Linked DNA regions of Mus musculus: all the other regions are linked to region 1. Evidence: chromatin contacts called from public ChIA-PET, Hi-C and HiChIP or PLAC-seq data. All regions are on one chromosome and are shown on one strand. Each heading gives the region's core, a stretch centred on a gene start, on an enhancer-like site or on the middle of the called end of the contact. The rest is flanking DNA. Distances are from core to core; before and after follow the strand shown.

Region 1 (6,435 bases), core at 3,497-5,996:
TGTGGATATACAATGGTATATCACTCAGTCATTTAAAGACATCATGAAATTTACAGGTAAATGGTAGAAACTAGAAAAAAAATCATCCTGAGTGAGGTGTCTGGTTTTTATTCACTTATATGTGAATATTAGCTATTAAGTTGATGATAACCAAACTACAATCTGTAGAGCCACAGAGTTAAGTATAGAGTAAGGGACTCATAGGGACAGACAGATATTGTTAGGAAAGGGAAATAGTATAGACAGTCACAGATGGATGGGGAGGGGAGACTGTAGCAGGAGAATCAAATGGGAGGCAGAGATGGGGATGAGGTAGAGAATACAGGAGAGACAGCTAAAACTAAAGGCAGTTGAGAAGTATGTGAATCTAATACAGTAGAAACTTCCTAAAATAGACACAGGAAATGTAACAGAGGCAATGTAACAGAAATCACCATGGGAGAGACAGAATCCCAGCAGGACATCTCTTGTCACCAAATGAAACGTCCAGTACCAACACTGGGTTGCATCTAATTGAATTGTTGGCTGAATGGATCCCATGGGAATCCCCTAAACAACATGGGCTGTTTGCAAGACTACAGTTGTTCTCCTCAAACTGACAACAAGGCTCCATTGCTGAAGACAACACCTATACAACTCACTGAACAGAAATTGAGGTGGTACCTACACAGAGCCTTTGCCCCTATGTTTTAGCATCTTTGGTACAGGACGGTTCTCTGCATATTATTAAAAAGAGAAATGTAAATGCCAACCTAGACACAAATCATTGGATCAACATGATGTCCTTGCCTATAAGATATGCTAATATAATGGTGGTGTAAATCTTGTGGGAGTAACCAACCAATGTCTGCTTTAACTTGACTTAAGGCCCATTCTTCAAGACTGAACCAATACCCAACACTGTTTGGGTGACTAAGAACCAGAGATTAGATAGCCTAGGGATCTAGGCTAAAACTTCTAATACCATTTTGCTACACGTTACAGATCAGTGCCTTGCTCAACCACCCTGCATTAGATGGGAACAAATACAGCAACCCACATCCAGACAATATGCAGAGAATGAAAGAGAGCTTTTGGAACACGTAGCTCTAAATAATATGCCTTCATCAAATCCCTCTGCTTAGATCTCAGGGAACCCCATAGAAAAGAAAATGGAAAGAATGTAAAAGCCAGAGGGATGGAGGACACCAAGACAACAAGGCCTTCTATGTCAACATGAGCAAAACACACATAAACTCACAGAAACTGATGCAGCATGCACAGGGCCTGCATGGGTCTGCACTAGAACCTTTGTGCATATATTATGACTTCGAGTTTAGTGTTTTTATGGGATTTCTGAGTGTTTGAATGAGAGGGTCTCTTTTTCTTGAACCTTCTCTTGGGCTTTTGTCCTTATTTGTTTATTTTTGCCCAGTTCTGATTTCTGTTTTGTTTTATTTTATTAGTATCTCTTAGAAGCCTGTTTTTTACTGAGGGACAGAAAGGGAGTAGGTCTGGACTGAAGTGGAGGAGGAGAGGAATTGGGAGGACCAGATGCAGTAGAACCATAATTAAGATACATTATGTGAGAGGGGTGTGTGTGTGTGTGTGTGTGTGTGTTTGTGTGTGTGTAGCCTTTAGAAGGTGAGAAAATGATATGAAGTGGCTAGATTATTAGTGTCACTGGTCTCAGAAGTGATTATTGTGTCTCTATTGCACTTCTCCAGAAGTCATTGAGTCTGTGACACTTACTTTCCCATGGGTCTGACTACTACCTCTACTTGAGTGGGAGCTAAGTGGGAAGCTTCCACTTCCTCTGTAAAATAGAGGGCCTTGACATGGACTGATCTTGTTATGGAACAGATGTACTATTCCAGTAGGTTACAACACCCCTTCCAGCTGAAATTTCCATCCTTGAAAGTCCAGTAAAGAAGAAACAGTTGTACATATGACTTGGTTTCTGTTCTAGTTTCATTTCTGTTGCTGTGATAAACAAGAAAAGAAAAGAAGAGAAGAGAAGAGAAAGAAGAGAAGAGAAGAGAAGAGAAGAGAAGAGAAGAGAAGAGAAGAGAAGAGAGGAGGGGAGGGGAGGGGAGGGGAGGGGAGGGGAGGGGAGGGAAGGGAAGGGAAGGGAAGGGAAGGGAAGGGAAGGGAAGGGAAGGGAAGGGAAGGGAAGGGAAGGGAAGGGAAGGGAAGGGAAGGGAAGGGAAGGGAAGGGAAGGGAAGGGAAGGGAAGGGAAGGGAAGAGAAGAGAAGAGAAGAGAAGAGAAGAGAAGAGAAGAGAAGAGAAGAGAAGAGAAGAGAAGAGAAGAGAAGAGAAGAGAAAGTGGAAAATACTAACAAAAGCAACCTAAGGGGAAGGGGATTTATTTCTATCATGTGGGGAAATCAAGGAAGAACGTCAAACAGCTCATCGTATCCTACCCACACTCAAGAGCAAACTGAATGAATGTGTACGTGCTTGCTTGTTTCGTTATGCTCAGCTTAGTTTCTCTACTCCTGAGTAGTTCAGGATGCCCTGTGTAGAGAATGGTGTCACCCATGGTGGGCTGGTTCTTCCTATACCAATTAAGTTAATTCAGAGCATCCCCCACAGACATGTCCATAGGCCCACCCAATGTAAACAATCCTTCATTGGGACACTTTTTTTTAGGTGATTCTACATTTGTCAACTTGATAATTAAAGCTGATTGTCACAGTTTCCCACAGCATTTTGATGTTTTTCAGGGGCCAAGAACTTATTTTCATTATATCAGTCTTTGAGAAACTGAGAAATATTAAGCTTTAAGTCACTTTGTGAAGTAGAGATTTTATGTAAAACCTAAAGGAAGACATAGAAGTAGAAACTGTATAAAAAGCTGAAGAAGAATTCTTCAGAGTTCTGATTGCACAGTGTAATACTATCTATACACAAAGACAGAGACTCACACTGTCAGAAAACTATCAGATGTCCCTACTCTGAAAGACTCAGTCACTTAATAGATGTTACGAGAAAATACTTGTGAGGTCCGTTCTTTTATTCCATAGAAAGTCACATTCACACAAAAAAAGGTCTCTTGGCTGAATATCACCCATAAGTTCTAACTCATAGCTATGTGATTTTTTTGTGCAAGAATCTAGTTATAAAATTTGTTTATAATTTTGTAAAAAAAAAATTTAGAGTCAATTGTCAGTTTGACACAACCTAGAATTAACTTGGGAAGAGCATCTCAATGAAGATTGTTTCTAATGGATTGGGCTATAGACATGTCTGTGGGGAGTGCTCTTAAATAGGAAGAGCAAGCCCACCGTGGGTGACACCATTTCCTAGAAAGGGGATCCTAAACTACAGAAGAGTAGAGAAATTGATCTCAGCAACCAAATAAGCCACACATGTGCATCTGTTTAGTATGTTCTTGAGTGGGGGTGTGATGTGACTGACTTTTTAAAGTTTCTGCCTCGCTTTCCCACAATGGTAGATGATTTACATTGTTATCACGTTTTCAGAACTGTCACCTACCTGAAAAGCTCTTTATAATCTAAGAATGGAGCATTCTATTTTGAGCCAAGAACCATACTTAGGAAGCTTCCCGGGTTCACCCACAGCAGGAGCTACTGGTTTTGGAACCTGCTCCTACCCCAAGTCCAACCTCCTTATCTAACATTTTGGAGAAAGCAAATTTATATAAAAAGCCATACTTTGAGAAAGGCAAATCTAGTTTATTAAATTAGGAGCTGGCATGCAAATACTCATTAACTGGAATCATAAAGTGTGCATTAAAATCGATTATGCTATTTATCTCACACACACACACACACACAATCCCCAGAAGGAGAAGTTTCCTTCTTTCTGTTTAAAGCTCAGAAATAAGTTTTATGGCCCTAGAATGAATGAGGGGTACTTCTCTACCATTCAGTGAGAAACTTGTCAAGAAACATTTCTGTCACCCCCAAAGGCAGAATATATTCACAAAGACTTACACAATATTATTTTTATGAAATCCTGCTTTCGAAAATGATAAAGCCTGCTTGTGGATGTGGAGATGACTCGGTGGGATTGTTGCCTGAGTTCAGAGCCCCCGAACCCATGGAAACAACCAAGCACAGCTATGTGTATCTGTAACCCCAGGCCTGTCTGCGAGGGATTAGAAAGCCAGGCAGATCTGAGGGGCCTTTTTGACTCCTAGTCTAGCTGTTCCAGCAAGCTCCTGTCTCAAAAACTAACTAACAAAAGGTGGAGAGTGAGTGAGTGCAGAAGACACCTGCTGTTGACCTGTGGCCTCCACACACATGCACAGGCAAGGACACCTGCAGACACACACACAAATCTATGCACACACATGTGTATCCCCTGCCCACACACAAATAATAATAACAAAAAATAATAGGAAAAAACTTGAAAACTAAACTAAGAGACCGGAAAGAAAAGCACAGGAATTAAAGAAGGCAAGAGCAGCTTTGAAAAAAACACTAGGCCAAAGTTCTCACATACTAGCCTTTCTTCCAAAGGAAGGCAATCCACGTGATGCGAGATGCTTCCTCTTCTCATGTACTTTAGAAAAGCTTTTCACTTTCTTTTTTGGTCTCTGGCAGGGGACTTCCTACCATATAGCTTCATCCCTCCTTAAACTCCGTGAATTAGCCTCCTCTGGAAAAAGTAGATTCCAAGTCCTGCAAACCATTGTTCCTAGAAATGTTATCAAATGAGACTGACTGTAGGCAAGTGATCTCCTTACTAAAATTAGCAGCAGACTCCGTTGCGAACAGAAAGGAAGTCTGCGTGGAACGGACTAGAACTGAGACAGCTGAGACTCACTCTTTCCATCCGTTTCGATGGGCCCTGTGTCAGTGTCACCATCCTTGTCGTGGGTTTCCTGGCCCTCAAGTGACATAATGGTATCCCACTGGCAAAGTGACATAGCCAAGGATATGAGCAATGTCACAAGATATATAATGTACAAGCTGTCCCTTGGATTGACTCAGATTGCTATGGCTTACCTTACATGTTAGTCAGACAGATATATCCAGTCTTCTTCCTAAGCAGCCTACATAATAAAATAAAATAACTACCTGTTAAAGAATCTATCTTGCTTAGAATAAACACTCTAACTCTCCCAGTGAATATTTGTCAAATAATACTTTTTGGTTTTGTTTGCGTATGAGATGATGATGGCCCCATGTACTCTTGCACATCTCCCCAAACAAGAACTTTCTCCTCTCTTCAGACTGTCTCAAAAAGTGGTGGGGTACCAGTGAATTGCCCCTCTGTAAGTCTGGAACCTTCTTGGTCAATGCAATGTTGAAGAGCAGGCAACTTCAAGTCCTATCAGAAAGTGCCAACGAGGATTCTAGCAGCCCAGGTTAGGGGGAAGCCAGGAATGGTCTCTAATCTTGGTCTTATCTGCTGACCTTGGGGTCAGCTGAGTCGTCATTTGGAGACACCTGCCTTCGAGTCCTTCCCCCTGCTTATATGTGATTGGATCATTTGGTGACCTCAGCCTCAGTTTCTTCCCTTATAAATTGATGTTATTGGGCCCATTTTGCTGTGGTTTTGAAAGGATTAAATGATCGTGATGTGTGATGAGTGAAGTAAATTAATGACCCAAACCTGGGACTCACTCCACAAAAAGGCTTGCCACCATCAGCTGATCTAAAAGTCTCCCGCAGCAATAGAAAGTTCCCATGGGGGCTTCTGCTTAGTCTGAGATTCTGTTTTTGGATCCTGGCTTCCTTACCACCAGCTGAGGGAGCATTTCCAGGTTCAGGTCTTCAATTCTTCCACTTTAATAAATGCTTTAGACCACAAGGTGGTGCTTTATTCTAAAGTTTGATATCAGGAGGCTTTTCCAACTGCAACCAGGGTGCAGCACACAGAGAGTGCATTCCGTGTCACTAAGCCCAGCTTCCAAACCATGATCCGAACATCTGTGTGGAATCCTTAGCCCTGTGACTAATCACCTCGAAGCACAAGCCATAAAATGAGCTTCCAGGATAGGAAGAGGGTCAGAGGCACGGCAAGACACAGTTCCCTTTTCAATGGTGTTTATGTAAATCTTGTATCAAATCTACAGTGGTACAGTGTCCCTTCAGTCCCCCAGTGAGCAATCATTCAAAGAATACAGAGATGAGCAAAATGAGGGTGACCTTGTGACATTGATCCCGAAGTAGGAAATAGCCCATTTCCCCTTTGATACCTCCAGCCACAAGCATGAGCCAGGGTCATGGGGGCTCTGCATGCAAAGCATGTTCCCACCCTCCTTCATTTTCCACACACTCATATACTGGGTCTCCCTGAACTGGCATCATACCACCATTGGCCAATTGCCCATGGGTGTGAAGCCCTGTAGGGAGTCAACTTCCTGTGGGCGTGGTTTCCACATCTCCAGATGCAGCCAGATATACATCAAATATGTATTTAAAAAATACCTCTGAATTTCTGAGAATGTGGCTTGTAACATATGCAAAACACCCCAAGTT
Region 2 (5,849 bases), core at 727-3,226, 170 kb after region 1:
AAAAAAAAACCTGTAGGAGCTATGGATCCTGTAGGAGCAGGACTCCCACCACCTAACCCCAAAGCAGAGTTACTTGCAAAGCCAGTTTCCCCACGGCTCTGGTGGGAATTCAAGACAATAAGATAAATTGGTTTTTTTCACTTTAGGTCATGACCTTTGGTTTATAAAAGGCAAAATTTCTACCAAAGGTGACTAGCAAATATTTAATGAGAAAACTGGTAAAGGAAAAACAGGTGGTCCAGAACAAAAAGGCAATGCCAGTTAGACTGGCACTGAGTTAGGGATGTACAACTAGCTGGTCACATATTCCACAGTGCAGGGAAATCAGAGACGGGAAACACTGCTAGTCCCAAGCATTTTGGATGAGGGCTACTCCCCTGCGCACACGTCTTTACCAAATGAGCGTCTGTGCCTCCTACCACCTTAGGGGTGCTAGAAGAGGACACACAAAAGCCCCCCTCCTTCCTGCAGCCTAGCCTAGCAAGCCTTCCAGCTACAGAGGTGCAGTCCTATATTCTGAGAATTTTGAAATTATAGCTGATTTCATTTTTAGCTGAAATCAGAAGAGACAAATAGCAATGGAGGAATGCATGAGAAACAGCAAGTCTCCCACAGTTAAAGCCAGCTTCGGATGGACATTAGGACGAAGGGGCACAGTCAGGTGAGCTCGCTCCTGACAGAGGCCTGCTGGGGACTTCACAGCTCAGTCTTCACCATGGCTCTGAGGCATATGCATCAACAACTATTTGAAAATATCAACAATGATACTCAGAGCAGAAATGTCACCTCCACAGAATCCAACAGAGGCAAAGGGGGAGAGGCAAGCTACTTGCCAGTGCCCACAGTTCATCTTTGTCCTTGCTGGCACTGGGAACCATGAGGGGAAGCTTCACTGGTTTTGCTTGTTGTAAAATCCATGGCCCTTTCCAGACTGTCTGTAAATGCATAAACACACAGGATAAAAAAGGAGAGCAACTGTGCCAAAATATAGTTCTCAGATATTAAAATGTGCATGTGAGAAATGGTCCTACATGCTGTTTCCTTATGAAGCTGAACAGCCAGTAGCTTCTGCCTTCACAAGGGAGCTATCACAGACCAGCACGTTACAGACACTGAGTCTTCAGGTAGGAATTATCTGCCCCACACTGCCATGTTCCATAGCCTCTTACCCAGGATGCTTTTCAGGAGAAACGTAATAAGCAGAATTTATCATGCAGATTTCATTCCTGGCATCAAGAGTACTTAATAACAAAAGAGTAAAGCACTTCCTGCAGTTAGTTCAGACTGCAAAGTCTCCAACAGTCAAACTTGCTCACCAACCATATGACTGTGTTTTGTTCAAGTGGGTTTATAAGGAGCATAACCTTCCACAGCAATAAATTATACAAAGGAGCATGGGTCCATGGACCAAGAGTTAGGGAATTTTAATTTTTGACATTAATTCACTGTACAGACAAAAACAGTATTGATCAATAGGGGTGACCACAACAGTGAGAGCAGGAAGAAGTGGATACAAACAGATACTGTATCTCTTACTTGGTTGTTAACTAGCAGACAACAGGAGATGCCCAGCAACCAGGAAAATAGGGCATTTCTGAGGAGATAAACGATGCAGGTAACACCCTAAAAGATGAAAGAGCTTCCTGTGAAAGAGGCTCTTCCTTTTATCCACTGCATAACCCACTCACCCATTGTGTGTCTGCCACTGCTCTTGCACTAGTTGCACCCCAAGTCTCTGAAACTCCCATCCCCACGATATGTACCTCAGCAGCCCTGTGGCCCCTGTCCCATGACTCACACACTGCCATCTGTCTGCACTGTTCCATCTACAGATGCTCAGAGTCGCTCTTCAAGTCCCAGGTCCCAGGCAGTCTGCTGGAGAAACATGTTCCATCAAGCTATACAGCTGTGTGTGTGTGTGTGTGTGTGTGTGTGCGCGCGCAGGCGTGTGTGTGTGTGTGTGTGTGTGTGTGCGCGCGCGCGCGTGTGTGCGAGTGCGCGTGTGTGCGAGTGTGCTCGTCCACATGCCCTCAGGAGGTTACCTACCAAGCTCTGCATATGGCAGAGAAGAAACCCAATGAACATTTGTCTCATGGCAAATGTTCAACATGCATCTGAAATAAGCTAAAAGCTTCATACTGTTGCTACCCTAGCAGAAGAATTTCCATGAAAATCATACAAGTGTGTAATCTACTAGCTGTTTTTACATATGGCAAATGCAGTGGTTTGAGTGGGATGTCTCCCAAGCTCTGGTATTTGAATACTTGGTTCCCAGCTGGTGGCCCTACTGGGGCAGCTTAGAAGGTGTGGCCCTGCTGGAGGAAGTATGTCAGTGGGGGTAGGTTTTAAAGGTTAATGACCTGGACCATTTTCACATTTAGTTTCAATATTTCCCATCTGCATTTCAAGATGTGAGCTCTCAGCTGTTCCTCTTGTTGTCCCTGGTGCCAGCTGCTACCCTTCCCTGCCACAAGGATGACAGGCTCTCACCCCTCTGGAACCATAAGTCCACAGTAAACCTCCTTTCTGGAAGGTTCCTTGGTTGTGGTGTTTTATCACAGCAACAGAAATGTAACTAAGGCATAAGTTGGCAGCATGGACTGGGCTGTCGCTGTGCCAGACCTGAGCACGCTGTCTTAGGTGGACTGTGGAAGGCTGTGGGATTCCAGACTCTAGCAGACCTGAGCACACTGTCTTAGGTGGACTGTGGAAGGCTGTGGGATGCTGGACACTAGGAAAGCAGTCGACGCTTGTAAGTGGAGCTTAAGGGGCATCCTCGTAGGAGCCTGGAAGACATTCTTTTCAAAGTTCTCATGTGCGTGTCAGCTAGCACACAGACCCGTGTGCTTCTCTCCATTACGGGTACGTAAGGCAGCCCCAGTACTCACACTTACTGATAACATTGAAGTGGAAATCAATAGTGCTTTAGCTTCAGTTACGTTATTTCTTAGGGATAAATTTCCAGAAATGGAACCTGTATATAAATCCTTTAAAGGAACACCACCAACAGCACAAGGAAACACCCCTGCTCCACACAACCTCAGCAGCTGCAGACTTTAATTCTTTAAAATATCACAAGCTCCAGCTGAAGCCCAGTGGTTATGAAAGACTACCTGCAGTTCTTACGGAGGATCCAGACTCAGTTCCTAGCACCCACACGGCGTCACACAACACTGGTAGACTCCAGTTCCAGGAGTACCAAACCCTCTTCTGCCCCTAGGGGCACTCAGGGTACACATACAGTCAACCAGGCAACACACATAAATTATAAATAATCTTTAAAAAATAGGAATTTTTATTTTGGGAAATAAAAATTATTTTCACACTATTCTGATTTCTACATTTTAAGTAAGAGAGTAATTTTCTTATTTGTGTTACTTTATGGTTAGTTTGCAATTAACTTTAAAAAAAAGATTTATTTATTTATTATATGTAAGTACACTGTAGCTGTCTTCAGACACCCGAGAAAAGGGCATCAGATCTTGTTACGGATGGTTGTGAGCCACCATATGGTTGCTGGGATTTGAACTCATGACCTTCGGAAGAGCAGTCAGTGCTCTTACCCACTGAGCCATCTCTCCAGGCCAGTTTGCAATTAACTTATGCAATAAAATAAACTACATACATTTAGTACTAACTTTATCAACTAAAAAAAAGGATCTTCTGTTTTTGTATCTGCCAAGTTCTGCTTCTCCAAGCCTGAGGACATGCTCTGTACAGGTACAAGACGTTCTCCGCTTCCCAACTTGCGGTCTTGTCTCTGTAGGTCCAGCCCTACAGCAGGAGGTGAGTTTCCTCACTTCCTCTCCTAAACAACCCCTCAGTTAAAGTTCAACATGACTTACAAAAAAAGCTCCTGCCCTGAGTGTGGTATTTATGTAGGATTAAGACTCATTATGAAATTGCAAATGTTAAAAAGAAGAGTAACTTTACAAGATTTTGGAAACCGCTCTCCAGCTATATTTGCACAGGTCTAAGGACTCACGCCAAGCAAAGGGGCCCATGGGCCTGGATTTGCTAATGAGACCTGGCCACTCTCACCTCTTCTCTGTGCCTCATTAAAAGTAGGATACTATTTTTATTAAAAATACTGCCAGTCCCCCCAGAAATCTAAGAAGAAAGGCACTACTTAAATGTCTCCTGGTTTTCACTCACAGAAGCACCTCTGGCAGGGTAAAATAATAGCCTAAACTAGGACATTTTTATATCAATTAGCCTGTTATTTTACTGAAAAGTATACTCCAACTTTATTTTCAAATAATTTCAGAATAAGCAAGCCAGGCATGGTGGCAGACACCTTCAATCCTAGCACCAGGGAGGCAGAGGCAGAAGTGGGCAGATCTCTGTGAGTTCAAGATCAGCCAGTGCTGCACGGTGAGGCTCTGCTTCCAAGACAGCAACAACAATAAGATAATGAACAGCTCTCATTTCTACAGACTGAGCTCAAATGACTGTTGACCATGTACAAGCCCCAGCATACATACATGCATGCATACATACTACATACTTATTTCCTGTACTAAGAGTAACGATATCCACACCATGAGTGTCAGCAGCCTCTCATACATTTGCTAAGTGCATGATTCTCTCAGATGGTACTTCTTGCATGTGTAACACATTCACAGCTCCAACCTACCCAAGTTACCATTCCCATGGTCTTTTCACACATGCTCTGTACTTCTAGGCTATTCTAGCAGCACAGAAGGTCAGAATGCCTCACACAGCATCTGTAGCCTGGTCTAGCCTGGTCTACATCCAGGAGTCATCCAGCAAGCTACTCTCCCATCAAGCACCTCACTCCCTCCACTCTGCTTCCCTGCTTCTAGCAGCATCTGCAAATGAAGGGAAATTATACGTGCATGCACTATAGCTTTATGAAAGTGAGACCTGAAGAACTGGTTTAATACCGACCTAAAACTAAAGAGTTCTTGGTATTGGGAAGTAGCTTCCTTGTGCAAGCTCATGGCCTGTCACTGTCTTTGCTAGCAGCCTTGTCTCTCCTGTGTAGTAGTTAGTCATCAGTTCAACTGGTATAATTTAGAGTTTGTCTTACTCCTCTTACTGAACTACACACTCACTGTAGCCCTAATTCTTGTCAGAGACACTCTGATGCCCTCCCTCCATAGCTCTTGGCAGGCACAGGGTCCTAGGGGCTATTCATGCAACACTATGGGCAAACAAGAAAAATCCCCAATCACCGTGAATACAAAGTTGACACTTCTACTTCATATCATAAAGTCTTTTAAAAACTTTTCTTCATAGATGAAATCACCAGAAAAATGGGTTTTAAAGCCTTTAGGGGAAAAGTTAATTATTGCTCTAACACCATCCCAAATGGCACACTGATATCACCGTCTGAGGGGATCCAGACCAACACACTACAACTCCAAATTTCACTGCTACACCAAGTACAGATCCCAAAAGACCATTTAGCACCTCTGAGACTCATACCTGACTACTGCACCTCACCACAGAACACAACTGACAGCCAGATGCTCACTGTTAAGCTGACGAAGCTAGACAGCACCCAAGTCAAGTCCAAGTGTGACTAATACTACCCTCCTCCTGCAGCCAGGGCTTCCTGGCTTTACTTGATGACAGAGCTCTGAACCCAGTTCTCAGAGTCAGACATCCTCTGAATGTCTGTACTATAAAATGTGTACCTGCCCAAGTGCTAGAACAACCTTGAACACACAACAACCAAGAACAACCTTGACACACACACACACCATGCAAAACACACATTCGGGATAAACTGAAGGCTTCCAACAAGAGGTAGTATCTAGAAACTTTATGGGGAAAGTGTTTTAAAACCCATTATAAAATAGCCTGGAACACAGAATAACCTG
Region 3 (5,847 bases), core at 1,726-4,225, 150 kb after region 1:
AACTTGTTTTGTAAGCACAGAAAAGCCTTGTAATTATTGCAGTAAAATCTCTTTCCTCAAATCTAGGATGCTGACAGAAACAACTCAATTTATACTCTTGAGATTTAATAGCTTTGACAAAAAGTAAGTCCAGTCCAGAAACCAAATATTCAAGCCAAAGAATTAGAGATTGTTTGTCCTGCATACTACATATTTAATTTGTTTTTCACTTTATGTGTATGGGTGCTTTGGCTGTATACAAGTCTTTGCGCCCTGTGAATGTAGTACCTGTGGAGACCAGAAGAGGGCATCAGATTCCATAGGTCTGAAATTACAGATGGCTGTGAGCCACCATGTGGATGCTGGGAATAGAACCCAGGTCCTCCAGAAGAGCAGTCAGTGCTCTTAACCTCTGAGCCATCTCTCCAGCCCTACTCATTACATGTTTTTAGACAGACAGGCAGGCAAGCAGGCAGGCAGGCAGGCAGGCAGGCAGACAGACAGACAGACAGACAGACAGACAGACAGATTGAAAGAATAAAATTTCATGCTGTGTCTTCTGATTTGTGGCAACTCCTCAGGTAACAACACTCAGACTTCTACTTTAATTAGAACAATAATCCCAGCACTTCTAAGGCTAAGCTAGAAGGACAGTGAGGTTGAGACCTACTTGGTTATATAAAGAGACAATGTTATTTGTAAATAAGTAAATGAATAAACAATAGATTTTACTAGCAAAGAATTTTAGGGTGTCTGTGTGTCTGTGTGTCTGTGTGTGTGTGTGTGTGTGTGTGTGTCTGTGTGTGTCTGTGTACATTGTATGCCTGTCCATGTGGAGGCCAGAGACAATGCTTTCTCCTCAATAGCTCTTTGTCGTATCTTCTGAGGCAAGGTCTTTCACTGAACCAGTAGCTCCCACCGCTTAGGCCAATGGGCCAATGAGCTCCAAGGATCGGCTTGACTGCCTGCCTACCATTCCTAGCTCTTCTGCCTGGGCACTAGGGTCTCGTGCCTGACTGACAGGTACTTTACCAACTCAGCCACTTCTCTAGCATAAAAACCAAGGGTTCTAGTTGTAGTTCTTTCTTTTCCAATTTATTAAATATATATCCCATACTATACTGTAACTTTGGTTATCAATGTTCATTGTAAATATGATTTTATAATGATATATATAATTATCAAATATCACACCCTCCTAGGTGGCAGCAGCACTGCAGAAATTCACATCCCGCCCTACATAGTATCCCCAGCAGAGAGACCAGATCATGAAAACGTGAATTAAGCATGAAGACGGAGGCCAATAAGAGTGGTGTTCAACTGGAGATGCAGCCAGCACTACCTCACCTGCTGATAGTGCAGAGAGCCTCGCTTCTACCCACAGCTCTGCCAAGGCAAAATAAACACAGTCCTAAATCTAGTATTTAAGATGGTAATTTTTCCTTGAAGTTATTGCAAGACAGATATTATTAAAAGCAACAACAAAAACGTCTGCCAGCCCCAAATGCTCAAATTCTAATGAAGAAGAAAAGAAAAGTGATTTTTTTTTTAATAAAAAAAATGCACCTCAGTAAATCATGTATGTTAACTATAAAAGGAGGGGAAATAGCAAAGGTTCCACAGTGTCAATCAGATACAATGAAATCACCTAGCTACAGCCAGTTACTATGGTCATGTGACAGCACCATGTGGCCACTGTAGTAGCACTGGAAACAGCAGTCATCAGGAACAGTGTGGGAAACCAGAAAAGTGTGCCATACCACACCATGTCAGCTGTGCTGCACACTTTACACATTTACACACATATGTACATATTTATACAAATATGTGTAAATGTTTATGTATAGATGCACATGTAGCTTCATATATATATATACACATATACATATATACATGAACTATTATGAATGACCGATTCTTGTGAGTATATGACCTTCCAATTCTTCTTCAATGAATATAGATGAACACAGTGTCATTTCTTCTGCCATGAAGGGAGCAAGGGACATCATACTGTTCTTCCTAAAGCACAAACCCTCGGATCAAGCTAGTTTTTAGGGGCTCCTCAGGCAAATGACTGAACCAAGTATAACACTATAGAACACTTCAGACTGCCACCAACATTGACAGATAAGTAAATGAATGCCAAACAGGCACTTTTTATGCACTGCTGAGAGCTGAGAGCTATGAGAACACAAAAGTCATTAGCTTTCAAGTGCAGTTCTCTCTCCTTGGACAGGAAAAGGCAAGATGACCCATTTTCCTGGTACTAACCATTGGGGGCTCACATTTCTGCGTGAGGTTAATGAAAATGTACGCCCCTTAAATGTTACTGTTCTAGTGAGAAGCTTGATCAGAGAAAAAAATAATGTTGCCCTTAAATAGCCAACAAGTAGTGTGCTGGTATCAAGATGCTCACCCCCTGCATCTGTGCTGAGGCTGAAAGCCACGGGCCAGCACAGCGGCTTCTCTCCTACACTCCCATGCCTTCCTCATCGCAGGGGAGTTGATAGGGCCGCAAAAGGAAAGTCGTTGTTCTTCTCTCTCCATACATACACACATAACCTTCAGCTGCAGCACCCTGCTGCCTCCCTGGCTGTAGTCAAGGCAAGGTTCTCCCTTTTCTAAGCCCCTGAGAGCCTCTTCACTGTGAGCCAGTGCCTAGTGAGGGAGGGCTTGGGACTCCTCTGCTGGTCTCTCCACAGGAGACAGGCAGGCACTGTATGCTCTGTCAGCACGCAGCATGGCGAACTCACTGAACTTGGTGCTTCCCCTTCCCATGGGCCTCTTCTCCTCACTGTTCACCTCTGTCTACTGCTGCTGCTGCTCTGACCTTCCACAAACCTTACAACAGGAAACACAACTTTCCAGTGAACCAGAAACTGTCAGTAAGAATACAATTTTTTTTAAGACTCAGTACAATTTGACTAGACAGAGCACCAAACAGTCCTGTCCACACACCACAGTAGAGATCAGTAACAAGCCATGCCCCTTGTCTCTCACACTCCGTTCTGAAACACCAAGGGAAATAGGTCACTGCAGAGACTGCCTCCCTTGCCACCTCTGAGGACATGTGGACTAAAGCAGCTGCACGGAAAGTCTCCTGGTCTGCGGGGCGGGTGCTGGAGTCGGGTGGGCGGGCTCAGTGGTTGAGAGCACAGAACACTTGCAGAAGACCTGAGGTTGGTTCCTAGCACTCATGTCAGGAGGCTCACCGTCATCTGTAAATCCAGTTCGAGGGCATCTGACGGCTCTTACCCACTTGGGCATCTGCACACCTATACACATATCCACAAACCGGCATGTAAATACACATGTAGTTTAAAATGAAATCCTTAAAGCTGCAAAATATAAAGGCATTTAATCCAGCTACAGGAAATGCAGTTTTTCTAATAATGAAAACCACAATTTTTTTCAAAGATGTGGTAACGAGATCTTTACTTCACCCCTCGAGGTCAAGTTCTAAGCCCAGGTCTTAGGGCAACACTCCCAGCCACTTCAACACCAATGGCACATCACAGCACTGGCTACATCACAGCACTGGCTACATCACAGCACTGGCTACATCACAGCACTGGCTACATCACAGCACCGGCTACATCACAGCACCGGCTACATCACAGCACCGGCTACATCACAGCACCGGCTACATCACAGCACCGGCTACATCACAGCACCGGCTACATCACAGCACCGGCTGCATCACAGCACCGGCTGCATCACAGCACCGGCTGCATCACAGCACCGGCTGCATCACAGCACCGGCTGCATCACAGCACCGGCTGCATCACAGCACCGGCTGCATCACAGCACCGGCTGCATCACAGCACCGGCTGCATCACAGCACCGGCTGCATCACAGCACCGGCTGCATCACAGCACCGGCTGCATCACAGCACCGGCTGCATCACAGCACCGGCTGCATCACAGCACCGGCTGCATCACAGCACCGGCTGCATCACAGCACCGGCTGCATCACAGCACCGGCTGCATCACAGCACCGGCTGCATCACAGCACCGGCTGCATCACAGCACCGGCTGCATCACAGCACCGGCTGCATCACAGCACCGGCTGCATCACAGCACCGGCTGCATCACAGCACCGGCTGCATCACAGCACCGGCTGCATCACAGCACCGGCTGCATCACAGCACCGGCTGCATCACAGCACCGGCTGCATCACAGCACCGGCTGCATCACAGCACCGGCTGCATCACAGCACCGGCTGCATCACAGCACCGGCTGCATCACAGCACCGGCTGCATCACAGCACCGGCTGCATCACAGCACCGGCTGCATCACAGCACCGGCTACATCACAGCACTGGCTACATCACAGCACTGGGGCCTAGAGGGCCACCAAGTGACCCACCGGGGAGGAATCCCTTGTGTTGAGCTAAAGAACAAGAGGAGGGAGCAAGCTGAGACGACATAATACAGTGAGTGTGACAAGGACGATCTGAGGCTCATTTCTGGTTCTTGACAAAGAAAGACATCTTAGGTTCATCTCAAAAGGCAGTTCTGATGTCTGAGACCATGGATGGACTACAGGAGACACACAATTAGTATTAGCACCTGCCACCACCTTCAGAAATGCTAACTTTTTAAAACTCATCAAATAGCCAGGCGTGGTGGCACACACCTTTAATTCCAGCACTTGGGAGGCAGAGGCAGGCGGATTTCTGAGTTCGAGGCCAGCCTGGTTCCAGGACAGCCAGGGCTATACAGAGAAACCCTGTCTCAAAAAAAAAAAAAAAAAAAGCCTCATCAAATAATGCCCTGTGCACAGACATCAGATAACTGTACTTACTTCATATACAATGGGCATTTTATAAAAAGATCTCATATTTTATAGATTAGAACCTTCAACGGTGGCAATGCATGTGCTACAAAAGCCATCTGAAGCCCTTTCAGAGACTTCCTGCGCTTCTTAGGCACGTCTTCAGTAATCAATATAAACTAGGTGAGTTTACTCTGTCATGGATAAGCCTCGCTCCTGTTCCACCTGAACGACATTGGTTTTTAATCCCAAGCTAGGCACAAACCAGCGCCAGGAGTTTCCAAACTCTGTTCTCAGCCTAGAGGCCTGCCTGCGATAGACGGACCAAATGCTGAGCTCTCTCTGGGTAACCCACTCTCTTTTGGAAAGTCCCCACACAGGGCTTGAACTCATTGTGAAACAGAGGCTGCCTTTCTCCTATCAGTCAGGGCCAGCTTATAGGAAAGGACGGTTGCAGGAAGCCGCAGGGAGGGGCTCTCTCCTAGGACTGCTGCAGAGCAGCTGCGGCGAGTGTGATGGGGGGCTGGGGTGGGGGCCACTGCTAACCAAGAGTTTACAAACGTTAAACTCTAACAACAAAGGCTTCCATCTCTTAGCAATCGTAGTGATATCCAATCATGTTCCACCCTTTCCCATAGTTCTGCTCTGCCTGAGAGAAACAGTGGCTCGAGTGTGCACCCTAGCACATAAGTGCAATTGGATAGGTTTTCTCCTCATGGAATATAAAACACAGAGAGAGAGAGAGAGAGACAGAGAGAGAGAGAGAGAGAGAGAGAGAGAGAGAGAGAGAGAGAGAGACACAGAGAGATACCATACACTGCAGTTACATTTTACCTATAAACATAGCCTATATGTTTGTATATACATATATATGCATACACAAAGAAAATACAAAATTAAAAATAAGCCAGATGTGGACTTACACAGGTGAGGCAGGCAGGTCACAAGTGTCAGTCAGTCCCAGGATAGTCTAGACTACATAGTGAAGCCTGTCTTAAATGTTAGTACTTAATTTACTTCTAAAAAGCAGCATAAGCCATAAATTTTAAGTGGATACTTATTGGTGGGGAGAAACCCAATATAAAAGCTAGTT
Region 4 (6,329 bases), core at 3,596-6,095, 210 kb after region 1:
AAGGCTTCCTGTTGTCCTAGAGAGATGTTGTTCATTCTTTTGTAACTCTTTCTACTCTTAAGCATTTTGTAATAAATATGTGGGACTTTAATCCAGTTCAACACAGATATGTCAGTGATGGGTAGGTTAACATTCTACATCTGTGCCTCCCATGTCTCTGTCCTCAGGAGATGATTGGAAGTTTAGAGCAGTGGTTCTCAACCTTCCTAATGTTTCAACCCTTTAATATAGTTCCTCATATTGCAGCAATCCCTGACCATAAAATATTTCATTGCTATTTTAAAACTGTAATTTTGCTACTGTTATGGATCATAATGTAAATATCTGATATACAACCCCTGGTTTAGAGAGTGAGATGCTAGTAAGGTATGATAGAAAAGTCTGTCTCTTGGCATCTATTCTTTCATTCCAAGGAGCAAAAGGGTTCAATTCTTTAAAGCCAGTGGTAGTATATTTGCACATGTCTCAAAATAATCTAAGTACCCTGGATTTTAAATGTTGGCTATTAGATATTGTTGGTGGTATCACTCTCTCAAACAGATTGCTTTTACCTCACTGTCATTCATATCCCCAGTCCCCAGCATCCCATGGGACCCAATCATTTGACCGAGTCATCAGTCAGTATTTAGAAGTATCCCGTGCCCATGGTTGTCACTGTGGATATGCCTCAAAGCCAATCTGCCCACCATACTATGATCTTTTTTTTCCTTTTATTTCAGCTCCCTAAGAAAATCCCTGATCTATGTATTTACCTGGATCTATATGTATTTATTAATTCATCCTATTAGTTAAGCATATCAATACTTTTAAATTCACTGCATATAACTTTAATCTTGCCTTATGGGACACCGCTGGTTTTGTTTGTGATGGGAGTGCACTGTGTAGTCCAAGCTGGTCTTGAGGGCGTGCTCCTCCTGCCTCAGTTTCCCGGGAGTGCTAGGGCTATAGGTGTGAGCCACCTTTGCCTAATTTTCCATCCATGCATTTGAGGTCTGACTTGCCAGTTTTTTGTGGTACCTTCCATGGCCATCCTGACCGTCGTCTCTGTTTTTCTCTTGCTGGACAACATTTCTGGGATCTCATGACTTCTCTTTCTCAGTTTATTCCCTTGTTTTGGGTGTGCCCACCCTCCAGTGACCTCCAGGAAAAGGGTTTATGGAAAACAAAACCCTTAGAAACTTTACACCTGAGAGTGGCTTCATTTGATGCTCAGGTTTAAACATATGCTTTGGTTGGAGAGAGAATTTTAGGACAGAAAGACTTTTCTTGGCCCAGAATTGTGAAGGCTCTAAACCCACGTTCTTCTGGCTTCCAGCTAGTTGAATCCCTGAATCTCTATTCCTCACATGAGATGCCTTTTTCCTCAGCACCCAGAGTCAGTTCTCTTTGTAGTCCCTATATTCTAAATTTCACAGTAACATATCTAAATTTTTATTACTATATTCTGGGCTCTTTTGAAGTTAAATTTTGGCTTAAAATCAGGTGTTGTTTCATTTGCAGAAATATTTTCAAGTTATACCCCCACCATTTTTTTTATCTACTCTTTCTGAGTCCTTTCAGGAAGCACTCACAATTCAGCCATTATCTCACCTAGGTATCTCCACTTTCTCCCTTAACCTTTTATCACATATTTTTCTACTTTCGCTTCTCATATGAGGTTTTTTCTCTGCAGTGTCTTCTTCTTCTTCTTCTTCTTCTTCTTCTTCTTCTTCTTCTTCTTCCTCTTCTTCTTCTTTTTTTTTTTTTTTGCTTTTTTTTATTGGATATTTTCTTCATTTACATTTCAAATGCTATCCCAAAAGTCCCCTATACCTGCCCTGTACTGAGGCATATAAAGTTTGCAAGACCAAGAGGCCTCTCTTCCCAGTGATGGCTGACTAGGCCATCTTCTGCTACATATGCAGCTAGAGACAGCTCTGGGGATACTGGTTAGTCCATATTGTTGTTCCACCTATAGGGTTGCAGACCCCTTCAGCTCTTGGGTACTTTCTCTAGTTCCTCCATTGGGGGCCCTGTGTTCCATCCATTAGCTGACTGTGAGCATCCACTTCTGTGTTTGTCAGGCACCGGCATAGCCTCACAAGAGACAGCGATATCAGGGTCCTGTCAGCAAAATCTTGCTGGCGTATGCAATAGTGTCTGCATTTGGTGGCTGATTATGGGATGGACCCCCAGGTGGGGCAGTCTCTGGATGGTCCATCCTTTCATCTTAGCTCTAGACTTTGTCTCTTTGCAGTGTCTTCTAATATTTTCCTTCATTTTTATCCATTTCCACAGTTCAATTTTTAATATCTAAGAACTCTTCCCCTCGAAATATTTTTCTAAAACCCCTTTTCTTATCTTCTCCCTATATACATCTTATTGTAGTATATTACTGGCCGTTTTTTCATTTTTACGTGTCCTCCTTGAACTGCTTGGTCCTGCTGCTGTTTCACTGGTTCGTTTCCTCTTGTTTGAGACCCAGATAACCCTCATCTCCCTAGGAACAGCACCCCAAAAGCTGACTTGTTAGAACCTTCTTTACTGATGGGCAGCTGGTCAGCACTGACCAGGGAGTTCCCTCCAAGCTGGCCTGGTTTATGCTTCTTCTGAAGTCTTTCTTTGTCCTAGTTTCAGATCTGTTCTCGTGGGCTGATCAGATTACCCAGAAAGACTTCTGCTTGGTGTGTGTGTGTGTGTGTGTGTGTGTGTGTGTGTGTGTGTGGTGTCACAATGTTCCAGATCACAGAGGAACAAAAAAAACATGACATGTTCAGCACAGAGTTTTAAGTTCAGTCTTCCTGGTTGTAGAGCCCTGTTGGGTGTCTGTCTCCAGGAAGTCAACCTGTGAGTTGTGGTAGTTACTAGGATCTGCTGCAAAGACACTAGAAAGGGGATCCTGAAGTCTAGCCGATCCTTAAGCTCACCCACAGTGTGACTTCCAGAGGTAACCCTGATGCCCATTCCTGAATTTCCACTGGAATCCTTTTTAACACAACTAGAGAAGGCAGCTGCTTAGCTCTTCCCACAGTTAGCTGAAGATTCTCTCTCAGAGCTGCTTCTCCCAAGGAAACGTTTACTACGTTGTATATTCTTGTTTAGTGCGCATTTGTAACTTTGTGCCTTTCAAAATGTGTATTCTCATCTGAGCGGGAGAATTTATTTAAAGGCTACTGGTTCATCTGGCGTCTTTAATTGAATGTCCGGCAGTATCTAGTCTAGTCACAGTGCCTATAGGATGTGTTCAGTAAGAAATTATTTTAACTTGCGATCGCTTGTGAAAGCAGAACTTGAAGGAAAGTGTAATGGCGCTCATGATTTATATCTTCTCTGGAAGAAGAGTAGCATTTTCAAAACTTTCCTGAAAGCCAGGGAACAGCTGGTTTTCGCCTTAAATTTTGATTAATGAGCACACCCTCTTTTTTTTTTTTTTTTTGTCTGTTCTCTCTTAAGCTGGGCACTGTGGGTCGAGGGCCCTTCCAGCCAGTTGCCATTGCTATTCTGAAATGTACCTGTGCCTGGGAGGTTCCTGCAGGTTAGATTTTGCTGCTGAGAAAGCTGCTGTTGCTGGCACTGAATTTCAATGACTTCCTGCAGGCAAACACCTGGAGGCAATTACCTGTGCTTGTCTGCCAGCAGACACGCATACAGTTCCAATGGGAAAGCTATCTGTATGAATTTCAAAGGGGGTGAGGGGTAGATTTGCTTTGTGTAATATTTTGCTTGTGTCTAGGTTAGCCAGTCTAGGAATTTGTCTTTGCCCAATTATGTGTTTGTTAAGCCATTTTTGCCCCTTCACCATAGAACTGGCAAATGTAGACTTTGTTTCACCCGTTCTGCTGCCTGGTGATAGACTTCTTCTCTTTCTTAGTTCACAGGACAATGATAATGAGGGAAGAAATAAGGAAGGTCAGGGAATCTACATTTAATGTAAAATGACAACATTTTAACTTGACATTCTTTAATAATAGACCTGTCATTCAAAAGAAAAAAAAATAGGTCAAGGTTGAGGACAGAGTCACACAGAAAATTTTATTAAACTTTATCGTTAATATTTATGCAGACATAGTGATACTTTCTATACCTAGATATGGTCTCTGGGGGAAAACTGTTATGTTGATCATTATTTTAGCTAAGTGGTTCTTCCTTTAGCTATATCATAAATGTTCTTAATGTAAATGTTGACTTAAATTGCACCTTTAGAAATGTCAAAAATACCATTAAGATGTGTGTAGAGTTAATGTTGTACTGGATAATGCTAATGGAATGTATTTTATGATTTTGTAGACTGGTACAATGAGGCCAATTAGGAATTTATTTTGAATGCAGGCAAACCTCAGTCCTTACTTAATGTCAATTTCTTCTGATTTTATTCTATCCAGGCAAAGCTAAAGATGACTAACATAATATGTAACTTCCTTCCTTCAACAGGACCAAAACATCACACAAACACTTCCCTAACCCCGACCCCTACCTCCACCCCCACCCCATTTCTTTCATTCCTTTTTCTAGACTCTCTCTCGGTTTTATACTTAAAGTATTTGCTTCCATTTTTTTACTCCTCACTCTCCCCATCCCCCTGAAGTTGTAAGGCACCATTGCCTGGAGCTTCTTCCTCCTGCTTAAAAATGAGACCAATCCAGGTCCTTCCAGCACATAGTCTAAATTCCTCCTATACAGGTTACTAATACATAAAAGCGTCTGCTGTATGTATGCAGAAACCCCTGAGAGCTGTAAATAAATCATGTTTTTCTGCAGTTTTAGTGTTATAATTGGTAACTGCTTTGCCCAACAAGAACTTGACGTTAAATAAACCAAGAGTATGACTAGCAATATCCCACAAAATGAAACCACCATGGTGACTCACTAATGATTTAAAATGCTGTCGCATTTTCCCCCAAGAATTACTGTTTAAGAAAAAGATCCACTAGTACAGGACAACTTTAGCATGTTGGTGACACACATGTCATTGCCTCTCTCCCCCTAGCACCCCTCCCCCCTGCACTATTCTGGATTGCTAGAATTCTAATCTGACAAAACTGAAAAACATCTAAGCTTTTCCTTTCTCCTTTTTTTTTCCTGACAGTAAAAGTTCTGAATAAGGAAGGACTTAACAGTTAGCAGTAGCCTAAAATAATAATCGTTTGCTTAGCCTACAATCACGAAGGCACTTGTGGTCTCTACTGGGTTCACATGTGTATCTGGTTGGCTGTGAGTTTGGCTGGGCCTGGCTGGCCTAAGACAGCTTCACTGGGATCGTCTCATATCCTGCTATAGTCACTACCTGTTAAAAAGTGAGCCTGATTATAAGATCGTTGGTCAAAGCAAGTCACAAGACTAACTAAGCAGAAAAAAAAACAAAAAACAAAAAACAAAAAAAAACCAGGATCTAGAACATGATGGGAGAAATTGAAAAATAATGCAAGCAAAGGGCTAAGCAGCCAATGAGAGAAATACTGGCTTTCTGTTTTATATAGTGGAGTTTCTAAGAAACCCATAAAGACCATCAACGATAGGGCACGGCCAATGAAAACAATAACAAATTTCTGAAATGAGTTGTTGGTTTAAAAAACGGCAACTAAGATGGAACAATACAGGAAATCCCTTTTTTAATCACCCACTTCTCTGTTTACTGCAGGAAACAATAGAAGAGGAAAAAAACCAAAAAAACAAAAAACCCTTTAACCTGCAACTTCAGTGTAATTTCTGAGCACATTTAAACCTATTACAGAAACACATAGTAACCAAAAGCAACGATTCTTAAAATAAGACAAGTGGAGTGAGAGTGTTCTAATTTCATACATTTCCCTTAAAGAAAAGTGATTGATTGGTTCTAGACTTGGATAAGTTAGTACTCCTTGTTTGTTTCTTGAGACTAACCACTGTAACGATAATCAATGAATTTATCACTCTTTCAATGTAGTGGAGGGGAAACCGAAGGATGAATCGAAGACCCAGTCAGGAAGAAGGGAAATCAACAATGGTTAAAAAGCAACAGGAAGTAGATAAGGCAATTCATGCAGCACTCAGTAGGATGGAGATTTTAGAACAAAGCATTAACTGCTTCCCAATGTATGCCCAATGACTAGCCCTATTAAAAGATAAAGACGTCCATCTCAATAACATGGGGCAGTGAGCAGGTTAAGTCAGACATCTGAAATAAGGGGTACACATTCTGTTACTAAAAATGAAATGATTAAAAAAATGCTATACAACTGTCAGCTCCCCCAAACCAGTGTTTCTAGGTCCTTGTCTATCAAATTACTATTTAAGGAAAATATGTATTCTTCTTACTAGGTATGAAATGGTACACTTCAATGATAAAATTGTCATTAACTAGGAAGAAACTA

What was found. A called contact is a pair of places that touch in the nucleus more often than the background predicts. ChIA-PET counts read pairs in DNA pulled down with a chosen protein or histone mark. HiChIP or PLAC-seq counts read pairs in DNA pulled down with a chosen protein or histone mark.
Region 2: an RNA polymerase II ChIA-PET map of memory CD8 T cells shows a contact between it and region 1, with 8 read pairs. The contact joins two enhancer-like sites. A contact is called at or near these places in 3 of 484 Hi-C or Micro-C datasets (bone marrow-derived dendritic cells, bone marrow-derived macrophages and epidermal suprabasal cells) and 2 of 115 datasets of contacts at active chromatin or transcription factors (memory CD8 T cells and microglia).
Region 3: a Hi-C map of bone marrow-derived macrophages shows a contact between it and region 1, with 4 times the contacts expected there. The contact joins two enhancer-like sites. A contact is called at or near these places in 4 of 484 Hi-C or Micro-C datasets (bone marrow-derived macrophages, cerebral cortex, embryonic fibroblasts and 1 more) and 4 of 115 datasets of contacts at active chromatin or transcription factors (CD8 T cells, bone marrow-derived macrophages, effector CD8 T cells and 1 more).
Region 4: a contact with region 1 is called in an H3K4me3 HiChIP or PLAC-seq map of bone marrow-derived macrophages, with 4 times the contacts expected there. The contact joins two enhancer-like sites. A contact is called at or near these places in 12 of 484 Hi-C or Micro-C datasets (the Ba/F3 cell line, CD4 T cells, Th1 cells and 7 more) and 7 of 115 datasets of contacts at active chromatin or transcription factors (bone marrow-derived macrophages, craniofacial prominence, double positive thymocytes and 4 more).

The regions. Positions count from the first base shown.
Region 1 is chr13:42,244,267-42,250,701 of GRCm38.p6, reverse strand. No RefSeq gene overlaps it. Among named protein-coding and RNA genes, the nearest start is that of Edn1, 54 kb to the left of the region's middle. Within about 2 kb of position 4,746, at least 78 of the 459 cell types and tissues checked have an H3K27ac peak or open chromatin away from gene starts, as enhancers often do. A contact at or near this core is called in CD8 T cells, bone marrow-derived macrophages, effector CD8 T cells and 1 more, where this site is marked.
Region 2 is chr13:42,073,713-42,079,561 of GRCm38.p6, reverse strand. The region is part of intron 2 of Hivep1 (human immunodeficiency virus type I enhancer binding protein 1); the gene reads right to left. Among named protein-coding and RNA genes, the nearest start is that of Hivep1, 25 kb to the right of the region's middle. Within about 2 kb of position 1,976, at least 26 of the 459 cell types and tissues checked have an H3K27ac peak or open chromatin away from gene starts, as enhancers often do. A contact at or near this core is called in memory CD8 T cells, where this site is marked.
Region 3 is chr13:42,093,154-42,099,000 of GRCm38.p6, reverse strand. The region is part of intron 2 of Hivep1 (human immunodeficiency virus type I enhancer binding protein 1); the gene reads right to left. Among named protein-coding and RNA genes, the nearest start is that of Hivep1, 44 kb to the right of the region's middle. Within about 2 kb of position 2,975, at least 114 of the 459 cell types and tissues checked have an H3K27ac peak or open chromatin away from gene starts, as enhancers often do. A contact at or near this core is called in CD8 T cells, bone marrow-derived macrophages, effector CD8 T cells and 1 more, where this site is marked.
Region 4 is chr13:42,033,942-42,040,270 of GRCm38.p6, reverse strand. No RefSeq gene overlaps it. Among named protein-coding and RNA genes, the nearest start is that of Gm28707, 9.9 kb to the left of the region's middle. Within about 2 kb of position 4,845, at least 8 of the 459 cell types and tissues checked have an H3K27ac peak or open chromatin away from gene starts, as enhancers often do. A contact at or near this core is called in bone marrow-derived macrophages, where this site is marked.